Regions from separate parts of the Sus scrofa genome. Here regions 2 and 3 are each linked to region 1. Evidence: chromatin contacts called from public Hi-C and HiChIP or PLAC-seq data. All regions are on one chromosome and are shown on one strand. Each heading gives the region's core, a stretch centred on a gene start, on an enhancer-like site or on the middle of the called end of the contact. The rest is flanking DNA. Distances are from core to core; before and after follow the strand shown. Region 1 holds the start of TLR3 (toll like receptor 3). Region 2 holds the start of C15H4orf47 (chromosome 15 open reading frame, human C4orf47). Region 3 holds the start of CCDC110 (coiled-coil domain-containing protein 110).

What was found. Hi-C and Micro-C count contacts between places; a contact is called where the count stands out from the background. HiChIP or PLAC-seq counts read pairs in DNA pulled down with a chosen protein or histone mark.
Region 2: an H3K27ac HiChIP or PLAC-seq map of alveolar macrophages shows a contact between it and region 1. The contact joins the promoter of C15H4orf47 here to the promoter of TLR3 in region 1. A contact is called at or near these places in 3 of 5 promoter capture datasets (fetal liver, fetal skeletal muscle and liver), 1 of 47 Hi-C or Micro-C datasets (skeletal muscle) and 2 of 2 datasets of contacts at active chromatin or transcription factors (alveolar macrophages and skeletal muscle).
Region 3: a Hi-C map of liver shows a contact between it and region 1, with 4 times the contacts expected there. The contact joins the promoter of CCDC110 here to the promoter of TLR3 in region 1. A contact is called at or near these places in 1 of 5 promoter capture datasets (liver), 19 of 47 Hi-C or Micro-C datasets (alveolar macrophages, brain, embryonic fibroblasts and 11 more) and 1 of 2 datasets of contacts at active chromatin or transcription factors (skeletal muscle).

The regions. Positions count from the first base shown.
Region 1 is chr15:46,963,996-46,968,913 of Sscrofa11.1, forward strand. TLR3 (toll like receptor 3) reads left to right here and starts at 2,267. Exons shown (of 8, transcript NM_001097444.1): 1 at 2,267-2,320; 2 at 3,607-3,756.
Region 2 is chr15:46,467,913-46,472,830 of Sscrofa11.1, forward strand. C15H4orf47 (chromosome 15 open reading frame, human C4orf47) reads left to right here and starts at 2,977. Exons shown (of 8, transcript NM_001190210.1): 1 at 2,977-3,112. UFSP2 (ufm1-specific protease 2) reads right to left here and starts at 2,704. Exons shown (of 11, transcript XR_002339221.1): 1 at 2,618-2,704.
Region 3 is chr15:46,500,775-46,505,692 of Sscrofa11.1, forward strand. CCDC110 (coiled-coil domain-containing protein 110) reads right to left here and starts at 2,902. Exons shown (of 7, transcript XM_021075584.1): 1 at 2,632-2,902. The coding sequence starts at 2,641. It also overlaps a transcript of C15H4orf47 not described here.

The DNA of each region.
Region 1 (4,918 bases), core at 1,017-3,516:
TATTTTAATTTAAAAAATAATAAATAACATAAAAAAGTTTAAGACATAGAGTTTGAAGAACCCTTCAACATTTCATGAGGCAGTCAGTGAAGGAGAGTGAGACCCCATTCACTCGAATCCACCTCACAGATTTATAACAGCTGGAAGAGATCACCATTTTTCATGTACAGTTACAAAAATAAAAAATAAAAAAATAAAAAATAAATAAAAGTTCAAGTTGAGCTAGAAGCTCTGTGCATCGAATATTGCTTTCTTTTTCAGAGGGGAAGTTCAAGTTCAGTCCTGCTTAGTAGATGTGAGTGAGAGTAACAGGAAGGACAGTGTTATTCCTCTCTCATTAAGGTTCTTGCTGAGTTTGTTGTCTGGTGGGCAACTTAGAGTCAACCAGCTGAAGCTCAGTGTGCTGATATAGAAGTGACGCTTGTAAGAGGGATTGTACCTTTACTTTAGAGAAAGATTTCAAAAAAAGAGAAAAAGAAATGCCTTCTAGAATTTTAAACACGACAGAGCAGGACTGTGTCCTTTCTGAACGGTGGCTGTGAAGGAAGACCAGTGAGCACTTCAAAACGACTGTCTATCCAGAGTTCCATGGTGGCTCCAGGAATGAGGATCCATCTTTGTCACTGCAGTGGCTCAGGTTTGATCTCTGGCCTGGGAACTTCCATATGCTGTAGGTACAGCCAAAAAAAAAAAAAAAAAATTTGCTGTCTAACTAATTTTCTAAAGCCAATGTAACTGGTCTTCTAGGTCCATAATATACTTCTCACATTATAAACCCACGGCAAGGTTTTTTGGGAATCAGAATTAACATATCATATTATATTAGTGTCATGTGTACAACATAGTGATTTGATATTTATATGCATTATGAAATGATCGCAATAAGTCTAGTAAGCATCTGTTACCATGCAAATTTCCAATATTATTGACTATATTCCCTATGCAATATATTTATTTTGTAGCTAGAAGTCTGTACCTCTTCATAAAAATAAAATGGGGATTTTGGTTTTTTTTTTTTTAAGGGCCACAACTGGGGCTTATGGAAATTCCCAGGCTAGGGGTCGAATTGGAGCTGTCAGCCGATGCCACAGCCACTGCAATACGGGATCTGAACCATATCTGCTCACAGCAACACTGGATCTTTAACCCACTGAGCAAGGCCAGGGATGGAACCCGAATCCTCAGGAATCCTAGTCAGGTTCATTACCACTGAGCCACCACGGGAACTCTGAAACTTGGTCTCTTCTTTGATCAAAAGGTTGATTTCTGGGAGTTCCCGTCGTGGCGCAGTGGTTAACGAATCCGACTAGGAACCATGAGGTTGCGGGTTCGGTCCCTGCCCTTGCTCAGTGGGTTAACGATCCGGCGTTGCCGTGAGCTGTGGTGTAGGTTGCAGATGCGGCTCGGATCCCGCATTGCTGTGGCTCTGGCGTAGGCCGGTGGCTACAGCTCCGATTCAACCCCTAGTCTGGGAACCTCCATATGCCGCGGGAGCGGCCCAAGAAATAGCAACAACAACAACAAAAGACGAAAAAAATAAAGAAAGAAAAAAAGAAAAGGTTGATTTCTGGAATTCCCGTCTTGACTCAGCAGTAACGAACCTGACTAGGATCCGTGAAGACAAGGGTTCCATCCCTGGCCTCCTCAGTGGGTTAAGGATTCGGCATGGCAGTGAGCTGTGGTGTAAGCCAGCAGCTGAAGCTCCAATTAGACCCCCTAGCCTGGGAAATTCCACATACCCATGCCGCAATATGGCCCTAAAAAGAAAGAAAAAAAAAAAAAAAAGGTTAATTTCTGCATTATTTGTCTTCACAAGGTTGCTAAGAATGAGATAAGTGAAAGTTCTTAGCTTTGATAAGGAATTGAGGTTATTTTTTTTTTTCTGTTCCATTGACTGCACTCTACTAAATGCTGACAGTCACACATCAGACTTTGTTTAAAAAAAAAAAAAGAGGAATTCACTCTCAGATATTCATTAACCTCCTGAGTATAAGCCCGGCCCACATCAAAGGGTGAGGTCTTAATCCTTTCAACTTTCTCTGTTACTAAACCTGTGACCTTTTAATAAAACCCAAAGGGACTGTACCTGAAGAAGATAAACAAGGCATTTTAATGGTACAATGTAAAACACCTCCGGCTGAGATTGTGGGTTTTTTTCCTTTGTCCTTCTTAGACGGTACCAACGTGTTTTTTTTTTTTTTTTCTTTAACTTTAGTTTCACTTTCAAGATTGCAGCAAACTTGCCACACTTCCCAGATGAAAACGACTGGAATTGGACTAAAGAAAAAAGGAATGGCCAGCTGTTGTCAGAGTAAATGAAGGTAAATATTTTAATCTCACTGGGATAGGCTCTCTCATATTTGGTAAAGCTAGAAGGCACGTTGGTTTTAGCATTCTTGGCTCTTTTTTTGATCTGGTGCTTGAGATCTAGTCAGAATCATTCAGCAAGGAGAGAAGAAAAGGGAGGTGAGATGGGTGGGGAGAACTCTATCCTAACTCAGAGGACAAGCGACAGTAATTAACAGTAATTAATGAACTTCTAATTAACGTGATAAATCATTTTATGCAGTGTTTTTTTTTTTTTTTTTTCCTTTGTGGTGTTCTATAACTGGGAAACATGTTTGGGAAGTGATGGAAATCAGTTTGCCACAGCCTTTTTAAAAAAAAAAATCACATTTTGTCTTAAAGATACAAAACCCCATGGGCTGAACAGAGTTTATCTCCTTTCTTGGCTGGAGAGGAGTTGGGAGCTGGCATTTTGTCATGGGCTTGACAAGGAGAAAACACTTCAGGTGTTCCTAGGTGTGAGAAAATGGCTTTCTTTGGCGTCAGAAAGGAAAATGGAGGAAGAGGAGACATGGAAAGATGTGCAGATGTGTAGAAAGGTCGGAAATCTGGATAAGTGAGACTCATGCAGTCTTGGTTTCAGGAATCTGCCTCCCAACTTTACATTAGGATTGCGTGTTAGTGTGTGTCTGCGTATAGGTTTATCTGCATACATTAGGGGAGAAATCCTGTGAACTTACAAACCAAACTGTACAAGCCAAACTGTCAATGTGATTGACTCTAAGCAGCCTGACTCCAGACAGCACATCCAACCATGATGCAACGTTGTCTTTCACTCGAACAATGAAATGTGTGAGTAATCTGCTTTTCATCTCTTTTAAGCCTGCTTTGTTTCTGTTACATTTCATGCAACATCAACTCTTCACTCTCATTTCATTCTCTCCCTGTGTTTTTGTTTGTTTCACTGAAGCACATTTCAGGATAACTTTTCACGCAGGTTGCCTAGAGATAAACTTTCTGAGTCTGTGCATATCTCAAGATAATTTTTAACCTCATCTTTAATCTTTCAGCTGGATATGAAATTCGGAGTTCGAAATTATTTCCCCTGAAAGTTTTGACAGCTTAGCATGATTGTTTTCTAGTGGCTCATATTGTTGATGAAAAGTTCTGCAGCTTTCCAGATCTTTCCTTTGGAAGTAATTGAACACATGTTCTCCTCAGAAGGTTTTAAAAAGGTTTTTTTTTTTTTTTTTTTTTTTAACATGTGAATGGTTACAGTTCTGAAGTTTCATAACATTCTGTGTATTTTTCCTTTTTCAGTCACCCTGCCTAGCATTTGATGAGTCTTGTCCATCAGGTGAAGTATATCTTCAGATCTGGGAATGAATATCTTTCAGTCCTTATGTGTTTTGTCAACGGCATAGTCCTTCTCAGTATTTCTGCTCTCTAACTACAACCCTTCCAGAAGAGGTAAACATCACCTAGACAAGTGAGGGGAATGTATTGCATACACTGTAATATGTTTGTTATATTATTTTAATATATGTGTTAGTTGGTAAATAGAGGTAGTACCCTTATGGTACTGGAGGAGAGGTTTAGGATTAGCCTTTACAGTTAGAAATGTAGCAACAGATTAGGTGAAATAAAAAATAACAGGACATAGGGAGTCTGGGGTTAATTGATGCAAACTATTGCATTTGGAGTGGATAAACAATGAGATCCTGCTGTATAGCACAGGGAACTATATTCAGTTACTTGTGATGGAACATGATGGAGGGTAATGTGTGACATATATGACAGGGCACTTTGCGGTACAATTGAGAGAACACTGTAATCAACTATAATGGAAAAAGTAAAAATGATTTTAAAAATTAAGGAAAAACGTGAAGAGAATGAGAAAATAGTATGATTAATTTCCTTATCTTTCTAATGGAAAGAAAATGCTTAAAGTCAGGAAATAGAACACAAGCATAGGGTTCCCATGGTGGCTCAGTGGGTTAAGAACTGGACTAGTATCCATGAGGATGTGGGTTCAATCCCTGGCCTCACTCAGTGGGTTAAGGATCCAGTGTTGCCACAAGCTGTGGTGTAGTTCGCAGATGTGGCTTGGATCCGATGTTGCCACAAGCTGTAGTGTAGTTCGCAGATGTGGCTTGGATCCGATGTTGCTGTGGCTGTGGTATAGACTGGCACGGCAACTCCCATTAGACCCCTAGTTTGGAAAATTCCATATGCTACCTAAAAAGAAAAAGGAAGAAGAAAGAAAGAAAGAAAGGAAGAGAGAGAGAGAGAGAGAGAGAGAAAGAAAGAAAGAGAGAGAGAGAGAGAGAGGGAGGGAGGGAACGAGGAAGAAAGGAAGGGAGAAAAGGAAAGGAAAGAAAAGAAGGGAAAAGAAAGGAAAGAAACATAAGCATGTTATTTAGGTTTGTGAAAATGACCATGAGAATTAAAAGTAGAAACTGTCAAGAGGTTTGCCTTGGAACATTGCTGCGGGAGTGGAGGTGAAGAGTGAGGAAGGAGGTTGTATGTTCCATTTGTTACTTTTTTGTGCTGATTTCCATTTGAAGTATTACCTGTTGACACATACTTGAATATCATAAAAGTTGTGAGTAGCGAGGTCACACAGTCACAC
Region 2 (4,918 bases), core at 1,727-4,226, 500 kb before region 1:
CCTTAACCTGCTGAGCCACAAGGGAACTCAGTTATCAGTAGTTCTTAATTTGGGTTCTATATGCACATTTTGGGTAGTTGATAACCCATGGCAAAAGACATACATCATTTTGTTGGGAGAGAGGGGTGAGCACCTCTGGGAAACAGTTTCAAAGATTTCATCAGATTCTCAAAGTACTTCCTGAACAGGCTGAAGAACCACACTACACAGTAAGAACCCTATTTTGAAATAAACGAGTAAGTACTAACATTTACTGAGCTCTTAAAAAGTAAAAGATGGAGTTACTCAGTTTTCCTGGGTCTCTCCCATGTACATGTGTTATTAAACTTTCATTTAATTTTTGTTTTTTTAAAAAAGTAAAAGGCCCTATGTTAAATGAGTGGACACAGAGGTACTCTGATTCTCGGAACATTATTAAGTAGGTACTGTTACTATTTCTTTCACTTACAAATCCCTGGTCACATTTTTTTAAGGGTGACTGCTTTTATTTTTCATAAATTGTAACCTGTTGAAAGGTCATGCTCTTTGTCCTAATTCTACTTCTTAGAATTTATCCTAGGAGTTCCCACCGTGGCTCAGTGGTTAAGGATCTCGACTAGGATCCATGAGGACGCAGATTCAATCCCTGGCCTCGCTCAGTGGGTTAAGGATCCAGCGTTGCAGTGAGCTGTGGTGTAGGTCACAGAAGCAGCTCAGATCCCGTGTTACTGTGGCTGTGGTATAGGGCGGTGGCAACAGCTCCGATTCAGTCCCTAGCCTGGGAACCTCCATATGTCGCAGGTGAGACAAAAAAAAAAAAGGAAACTACCTAAATAGCTATCAGTAAAAATGTTAAAAAAAAAAACATGAGCACTAAGAAAAAAAAAAAGGAAACTACCTAAATAGCTATCAGTAAGAAATGTGTTAAAGAAAGAAATTGGTTAAACATGATGCACCTAGAAAAAAAAAAAAAGGAAAGGAAACTACCTAAATAGCTATCAGTAAGAAATGTGTTAAAGAAAGAAATTGGTTAAACATGATGCACCTATTTGAATAAAAATAGTTAATGTCACTGAAAGATACTGGAGATAAAAGTTAAAAAGACAGGCAAGAGAAAAATTTAGTTGTTAATTACTGTATGACCTTATAACTAACCATTCAAGTCTGTCTTCTCCTTTGTAAAACTGGAAAAATACACAACTTCACAGAGCTGTTGTGAAGGTTCCATAAGAGATCTTACATGAATACACTAGAATCTCCTTACATTTCTGAATTAAGATATTCTGAGGAAATAATATTAAGTTGAGATCTAAGCAGTCAATAGGTAACAGTATGAATAATTCCAAAGGAAAGATGGGGGTGGAGGTGGAAGAGCCCAGCCCAGGCAGGTGCTCAGATTGGCCAAGGCTTTCTTAAAAGACCATTTAAGGGAGTTCCTGCTGTGGCTCAGCAGATTATAGACCCACTTAGTATCCAGGAGGATGTGGGTTCAATCCCTGCCCTCCCTCGGTGGGTTAAGGATCCAACACTGTCTCAAGTTGCAGCGTAGGTCACAGATGTGTCTCAGATCCTGAGTTGCTGAGCTGGCAGCTGCAGCTCTGAACTGATTCGACTGACCCCTAGCCTGGGAACTTTCATGTGCCACAGGTGCAGTTGTGTTAAAAACAAGACAAAACAAACTAAAACAAAAAAACCCCACTTAAGAGGCCAAAGTGGATGGTTGGATCTGATAGTGTTAGAGTAAAGGAGTGACAACTGAGGCCGGTTCCTTACGATGTGATTACTGAACAGATGTTCAGGAGTTGAGAAGAGAGAGATGTCACGGATGATTTCCAGGTTTTTGGCTTGAACAACCAAGTAGTGGAAGGGCAGCACAATGAACTGAGATGGGAATCACTAGAGAAAAAGCAGGTGTGGAATGAGGGGAGGTGGGAATGGTCAGCTTTCAACTTGCTGAGTTTGAAATACATATGAGCTACTCAAGTGGGGATACATTTAGTAGTGTGCAGGTCTGAAGCTCAGAATAAACATCTAAACTGAAGATATAATTTTGGAGAGGAGTTCCTACTGTGGTGCGGTGGGTTAAGGATCTTGTGCGGCCATAGCTGCACAGCTGTGGCACAGGTCTCAGCTGTGGCTCGGATTTGATCCCTGGCGTGGGAATTTCCCTATGCCCAGGGTGTGGCCAAAAAAAGGTTTTTTTGTTTTTGTAGAAATTATAGGGCGTAAAGTACTTAACACCACATGATTAAAGGAGCTGGCTGAGCCATCAGGAGGGAAAACCAAGAGTGTGTGACATCACAGCAGCTAAGGGAATAGACCATTTGGAAAGTTACATCTTCCCCAGGTCCAATCCTTTTTCAAAACCCTCAAAAACCCCTAATAAACAAAAACGCCTGGTTCGCAAACTGCATTCACAAGTAAAAGGTGGAGCGCGTAGTCAAAAGTGGCTGCGCTGGGGGCCAGGGCCAGTTTCCCTCCGGCCCTAACTAGACAGCCCATGGACGAGATAGCCCAGGCCACTGAGTCGCAGCTGCCACCAAGACGCCGGCGGGACCAGTTCTTTCAAGGGCTGTGGAGCGGTACTAGTGAAGCCTGAGAGGAAAGGCAGTACTCGGTGACGAGAAGGGGTACTCACCATAACTGCTACGTGGCCAACACAGAGGACGCCCGCCTACCGCGCAGAACGCTGGGCCGGAAGTGGCGTCATCGACGTCTGGGCTTTGAGAAAGGCCGACTACAACTCCCAACATTCCCTGCAGCATACGTCATGGACGTACCACTCCACCACATCTCGCGGATGGATAAAGAGGCGGGAAAGAGAAGACTCACTTTCGGACAGTTGTGTTGACTGCGTCATTCGTATCCTACAGACACTCTCACGTCTTTCTGTGAGGTTCTCCAATGGGGATTCTAACCTTTACACATCCTCCGGTAGCGTTCTTGGAATGGATTCTCCCGTAACCGAGGCAACGTCCCAAAATAAACCTCCTCGCAAAACTTGCTGGGTTGCTGAGTAGCAAGGGCCGGCGCGGGAAGGGCTCTTCCTGAGGTTGCTCGTGGCTCTGGTCGCTTCCGCAGTTGACTTGACCCGGGCTGGAGCTGGGACGTCTGATCTCGCTTCTCGGATTGGGTACCCTTCTTAGAGGTGACTTGGTCCTTGGGGCCCCCAGGTGTTGTCCTTTAGATACCTACCTACTCTGAGCCTCCGTTTTCCTAGTGGGACGTCATTTTGTTCATCACCTCAGCCAGAAGTTTACTGTTCCTCTGTCCCACCTCACCCCCCGCCCCAAGGCACTTTATCCGTAACTTTCGATGGGAACTTGCTGTTCCACCCTGTTATACTTAGTTAAGTCTTGTCTACTGCTCCCTAGGGTCAGGATCTGTGCATTTATTTAAAATCTGTTTTCCTAGCTTGTACCACAGCCCTAGTCAGAGTGGCTTGCAAACTGTGAAATCATTGAATGAATGGATTTGTAAATGTTGCTCAAGAAGAGTTAAGCAGTGCAGAAAATGCAAGACAGGGACTCCTTTTCTATCCCTCCCCGTCACCCCCGCCACCCTGTTTCCTTTCTTTATTTTTTTTCATTCTGGTAAGGAAGAACCTCCTTCTTGGAAACCACAGTTCAGCGGGAAAGAGTTGTTGGTTAAAGGATCCCTACAGTGTAACATAATCCATTAGTTAACCATGGTGAGGGGTTGGAAAGAGTAGTAAAGAGAAGAACGTGCCGCTATGACAGAGGGATTTAAAGAAGTGAGGAATGAACTAAACAATTAGAAGGATCAGTATTAATTGGAGGAATGAAAGCGGTCTGCATAGTGGTACCTGGCTAAAGTGAAACAGCATATGCTAGGGTCCTGTGGCTGGAGAGAGCCTGACTTGAGAACTGAAAAAGGACAATTGGAACCCAGATGCCATGGAGGGGGGCGGTTCCCATGATGACAGATGAGGGCGATAGTGGCCTTGATAGAACCATTTCAGGATTTGAGCCTTTAAGGATTTAAGCCCCTGTAGCATCACAGGAAGCCTTTGTGGATGGTCGGTGAAGATGGAGCTTTGAAATCGATGCAAATCGAATTAATACACTCTGACTGACTTTTAGGTTTGTTGTTTTTTTTTTGCCTTTTTCTAGGGCCGCATCCGCAGCCTATGGAGGTTCCCAGGTCAGGGGTCTAGTCAGAACTGTAGCCGCCAGCCTATGCCAGAGCCAAGCAATGTGGGATTCTAGCCGCATTTGAGACCTACACCACAGCTCAGGCAAGGTCCTTAACCCACTGAGGGAGGCCAGGGATCAAACCCGCAACCTCATGGTTACTAGCTAGGTTCATTAGCCACTGAGCCACGATGGGATCTCCTGACTTCTAGTTTTAAAGCATACCTGCTCAGAGGAAGAGGTAGGATGCAGGGAGAGAAGGAGATGGGCCACAGTTCCAAATAGGCAACCTTGTTTAGTGGCATTGAAACATCTTCAAAATTTAAGACAAAATTTCTTAGCTTGGATTATAACGTACATCCAGTGCGTATAACTAATTGGTGTTAAAAAATATTACAGTGAAATAGAGGCAATTGTTCTTAGCTCTTTGGTCATACTTTTTAGAACGTGTCTAATTTAAAAGCAGTATATCCAAATAAATAATTATATATTTAGTGTGATATTTCATAAAAAAACCTCAAAAACAATAGGGTAATACCTAGGTGTCTTGTTCATTCTGAAAAAGGAAATTCTAGTATTTAATATGAGGGACAATGTAGTATGTTGACATAATTTTATCTAAACTCAATATATCTGCCTTATGTAATCAAGTTCTTTCAATCTACTTTGAACTTCTCAAAAGAAGGATTTATTTACGCAGTATTTATCCCACATTGTACAGTAATAATTTTATTATTTTGGACAGATGAATGGCAATGCAACAGATACACATTTCTTTATAACTT
Region 3 (4,918 bases), core at 1,652-4,151, 460 kb before region 1:
AGTACGCAGTTATACACACACACACATTCTTTTTCTCATATTATCTTCTATCATGTTCCATTGCAAGTGATTGGATATTGTTCCCTGTCTATACTCTTTTTTCCCAATGTTAGACAACTTCTTTTGGAAATTTTCATAAAAAAATTTTAAAAGTGTGTCCTGAATGAAATGAGAGCTGTGTTAGAATGTTCCCTCAGGCTGACAGTTTCTGCTATAAGAAAAGGGTTTATTTTTTGTTTTAAGAGGTCAGCACATCTTTGGAGCAACGGTCTCCAGATATTATAGAAGCTGGTTGAAAGTATACACCCCCCACCAACCCCATTACGATCTGACCCTCATCACTGAGAAAGCAGCTGTGGTTAAGAGCCTGGAGCCCTTTGACCACCTGAAGAATCTGCCTTCATCACAGGGCAGGGATGGACCATGAGTCCATCTGGATATTGCTCAGCTTTGTATCTTACTGGGAATAAAATGTAGTTAGAAATGTTCATCTAAGGGAGATAAGAAAGAACTCAAGTGAGGTCTGGATCAGTCCAGCAAGGCATCCCAAAGTTTCTCAAACTCTAAAATAACCTCTTCTGATGCACTCAGAGCAAAATGCAGATCAAAAGGAATATATAACCTAGAATCCCACAATCCAGAATTACCTCTTGCTAACTTTAGGTACTCACCCTTCAGTCAGCTGGTAATACACATATGTGGGAAAAAAATAAATGATTTTGGAGTGAATCGGGTCAGCGTTCTTTTGGTCAGCACTAGGGAATGGATCACTTGGTGACAATTGAGTGTCCCTAAGAGGACAGAGAGAGGAGAGGGCACAAAGTCACCCTTCCTAATTTTGCCTTTGTTTTACGCAGGAGATCCCTGCTGTCCTTGATAGAGCATGACTTGGGATATCTCTCACATATGGCATCCCTGTCCTTATGCTGGCTATGCTCTAGCACGGAAGACCGGAACTCTTACACAAGCAAATTTTGCATGTAACTTCTATGAATGCTGGCGTTTTTCTCTAGGGCTTTTCATCCTGCTTAGGTTCCAGAACAATCACATGGTCTTGCTAAATTAATGTCCCTCAGTTTCTTCTGACCTTAAATGCTCTCTGAAGTGCTGAGTTGTCTCAGTGTCTAAACTCTCTGGGAGGACTTTCTCCCCAGCTGGAGCTTTCCATTACCCTCCTATTGCACAGGGACACCGGTGGGGCTCACAAGATTGGAGAGGGGGTGGTCAGCACACTGTCCTGCTGGCCTCCACTAAGGTGTGGCTCATCCTGGTGGTCCCTGGGCCTCCAGTTGTCTTGTGTCTTATCTGTGAGGGTGTAGCTGCTCCAGCCCTTCTTTTGGGGCCCTTGACAAGACCTATATGAAGGTCCTGGATTTGGGAAGGTGGCAAATCCTGTGCTGACCTCAGGTCTCCACCTCACTGCTTTTCCTGGCACCTCTGCATCTGGGTCACCTGCATGTCCCCTATGGGCTGTGAGCAACTGTCAGATCGCAACCTGGCCCATCAGTTTAGATGTCACCTTCTGCCCACAGTACTCTGCTACTCCCCTGGAGTGTCATGCTGAACACCAGCCCCCTCTGAGGTATGTAGCCTCCTAAGGCTTCTTTCCAGGGAATGAGACTTCAACTTCAGTGTTCTCAGATCCCTCCTGGCTGGGTATTTACACACATCTTATTCATGATTTCTATGGAGCTTAAAAACTGCAGCTCTTTTAAAAAAAAAAAAACTTAATTTTTCTTTTTTTTAACAAAATAGGACGCTCAGCTGTGTTTCAATCTATTATTTAACATTTGGGTCTTTTTTCCTTTAATTTTTTCTTAATTATAGTTGATTTACAATGTTCTGTCAATTTCTGCTGTACAGAAAAATAACCCAGTTATATACATAGTTATATATATATATATAATTTTACTTTTGTATATAACTATATATATATATATATAAAACAACCTCTCTGTGCCTGTTTCCCCACTTGTAATAGGAGGAAAATGGTAGACTGACTTCATAGGGTTGTGAAGATTAGATAAGTTGATAGATTAAAGTGTTTAGAACAATATCTGGCACAAAGTAAATGCCAGATAGCGGTGTTAGTTTATTATTATATGAGTAGTTAGTGGAACTACACCAGGTGGGCAGTGGATTTAGGCAATGTACTGGCTGCCTGTAGTAAAAGGCAGAAACTTCACTGCCATCCGAGCCTTGACCTGGAAGGTTTTACCTTTTTCACTGCCACCATTTTCCTTTACCCCTTCAGAGGAATTTAGGATCTTGGACGCTGAAAGGAGAACGCAGGCCACCTCATCCTCTTCCTCAGGATGCTTTTCTGTTGGGAGAAGAGGCAAGGCCTGGGGATTCGGGACGCGGGAGCCCTGAGCCGCCACCGGAGGGCGCGCTGGAGCCACGCTGGGGCGGCGGGACTGGTGGCTCCCAGACCAAAGCCAGGCGGGCTGGGGGAGGGAGGCGGTGCTTTCCGTCCCGGGGTGAGCGAGCTGTGCAGCGAGTCTGGAAGATTCGCTCTCCGGACAGGACCCGTGTGGAGGGAGAGGCGGCTGGGGAGGCGGCGCCCTCCACTACCACCGGTCCACTTCCTAGACCGTCCCCCCAAGGGCCGGCTCCCGGCCTGGCTCTTACCTGGGCTCATTTCTGTTGCTCAGGCTCTCTTCCCAACCGACTTCCCTAACCCCTGGCATTCTGCTCAGTTGCTTCTGGCAGCCTGTTGCTTGGTAACGTGGTGGCCGGGACTCCTCGAGCGGCAGTGGCCCGCGCCTGGGTGGGGGATGGGGGAGGAAGAAGTTGCGAGTTGAAGTCGCGGGTCCGAGTACCTGATGTTCGCCCTGCTAGAGCTGCGCGGTGGGAAGGTCCCAGCTTTGCTTTGCCCCCCAAACCCAGAGGCAAGTTCATTAGGACGTTTCTCCCCTCCCCTTTCGTCTCCCCTGCTGACCCAGAACTTCATCGTGAGCAGACTCTTGATTAACACAGTATCTGTTAGACCGAAGCTGTGTGGAGAGAGGGGAATGTTTGGGGACACACAACCCCCCAGGAACCTCCCCTTGTCTGATCGCCATTTCGTTGTTTTATTCTGTTCTTGTTTCAATGCATCCCTCCGATTAGTTTCAGCGATTGGGGGTTCAAAGGGTCCTAGACCAATATTGTGAAAGGACTTATGTTTGCTGTGCTTAAAAGAAGACCCCTCTTTCCAGTAATGAGCTTAAGATAACTTGAAATGTACACAAACGGAGTTCCCGTCGTGGTGCAGTGGTTAATGATCTGACTAGGAACCATGAGGTTGTGGGTTCCATCCCTGGTCTCGCTCAGTGGGTTAAGGATCCGGCATTGCCGTGAGCTGTGGTGTAGGTTGCAGACATGGCTTGGATCTGGTGTTGCTGTGCCTCTGGCATAGGTCGGTGGCTACAGCTCCGATTAGACCCCTAGCCTGGGAATCTCCATATGCCGCGAGAGCGGCCCTAGAAAAGGCAAAAAGACAAACAAACAAACAAAAAGTACACACACATTAGAGCTGTCGCAGAATAGATCTTCATTTGTAGAACATGCTGATTTCCTATACACTTGGATAAACTGCCTGCCAAAAGATGGATGTTGTGCTGAAAGCTGGAGCTTGTTCAGCTGAGAACTGGTTGGCATGATGTGTCAGTCAAAACTTAAATAGAGTTCTTTAAGTAAAAGCTTTAAATGAGTATATATTATTTAATCTTGTGAGAACAACCATTACAGATAGAATATAAAATAATTGAAAATTCAAAATTTAAGACCCATAAGTTATGGTTTTATGAACTAGGATAATATTTCATCTAAATTTTCCAAAAGTATAGAGGAGGTATAAATTATTAATGCTGGAACTGGAAGTTCTTATTTCCTGCCATGGTGTCACACATCACCTGTACTACTTTCTCATTGTGGAGAGGTTTTCTGTTTCATTTGCCTTCATGTTAGATAGATGGGGGCACATTTCCTGTCAGATATGCTTTCTCTTTCCGTAGTTGTTGGCAGTCCAACAACTTCCCTGAAAATGTCTGCTTTATTTTTTATTGTGAGCTTCATTGCTAAAAGTTGGAATTAAAATCTGTACTGCCAGTTTTTTTTTTTTTTTTTTTTTTTTTTTTTTTTAATCTGTGAGTCACAATATTTCAGAATCTTCTAGTGGCTCCTCTTAGAGAACCCATTTTCACCTGTTGACTAACAGCTGCAGATTCAAGAATCTGGAACAAATTCAAGAGCTTGCACAAAAACAAGCTAGTCAAATCTATTCTTAGCAATTTATTACCAGACTAAAATACTTTGTTGTTTTTTAGCTTCAGAAGATCTTTTTAAAAATCTGAGATCACAAGGCTATCATTAATCATAGCTGAGATCTGTAGTAGTGTGAAAAAGTAACCAAACCACTCCTAAAATATAACAAATTTGGGCAGTTATCATAAGGTCAGTGCTTTAGTCAGAGAAGCACTGTGTTGGTGACTTAGGAAGTCTTGGATGGGTAGTGGGCCTTTGACAGCTCAAAGGCTTGGTGCAAATGCATATCCACAGCAGGCTTCCTCTATGTTTCTTATAGAATTAGTTTTAACCTAATTTTGTCTATATAGGAGATGGAACCCCACAAATCACTAAGAATAGCCACTAGCTTTGGCTCTTAGGAATTTGATTGCTGCTTTAAGGGGACTTATTAACATCAGTATAATGGGGATTCTGAGAACGTGAGTTGATGTACCTGTATGAAGTCTAGTGTGCTAAGGGATAGACAGAGAAATATCAGGATAGCCTGAGAAGGAATAGATGTTAGGGAAAGAGATATTTTTAGGATGGTGTGGAGTACTTGAGCATGCTTGCAGGCTGAGACGAGTCGGAGATTCAGAAAGGCTGGGTGGGAAAAATAAGTTGGAAAGAGAACTTGAGGAATAGAGCA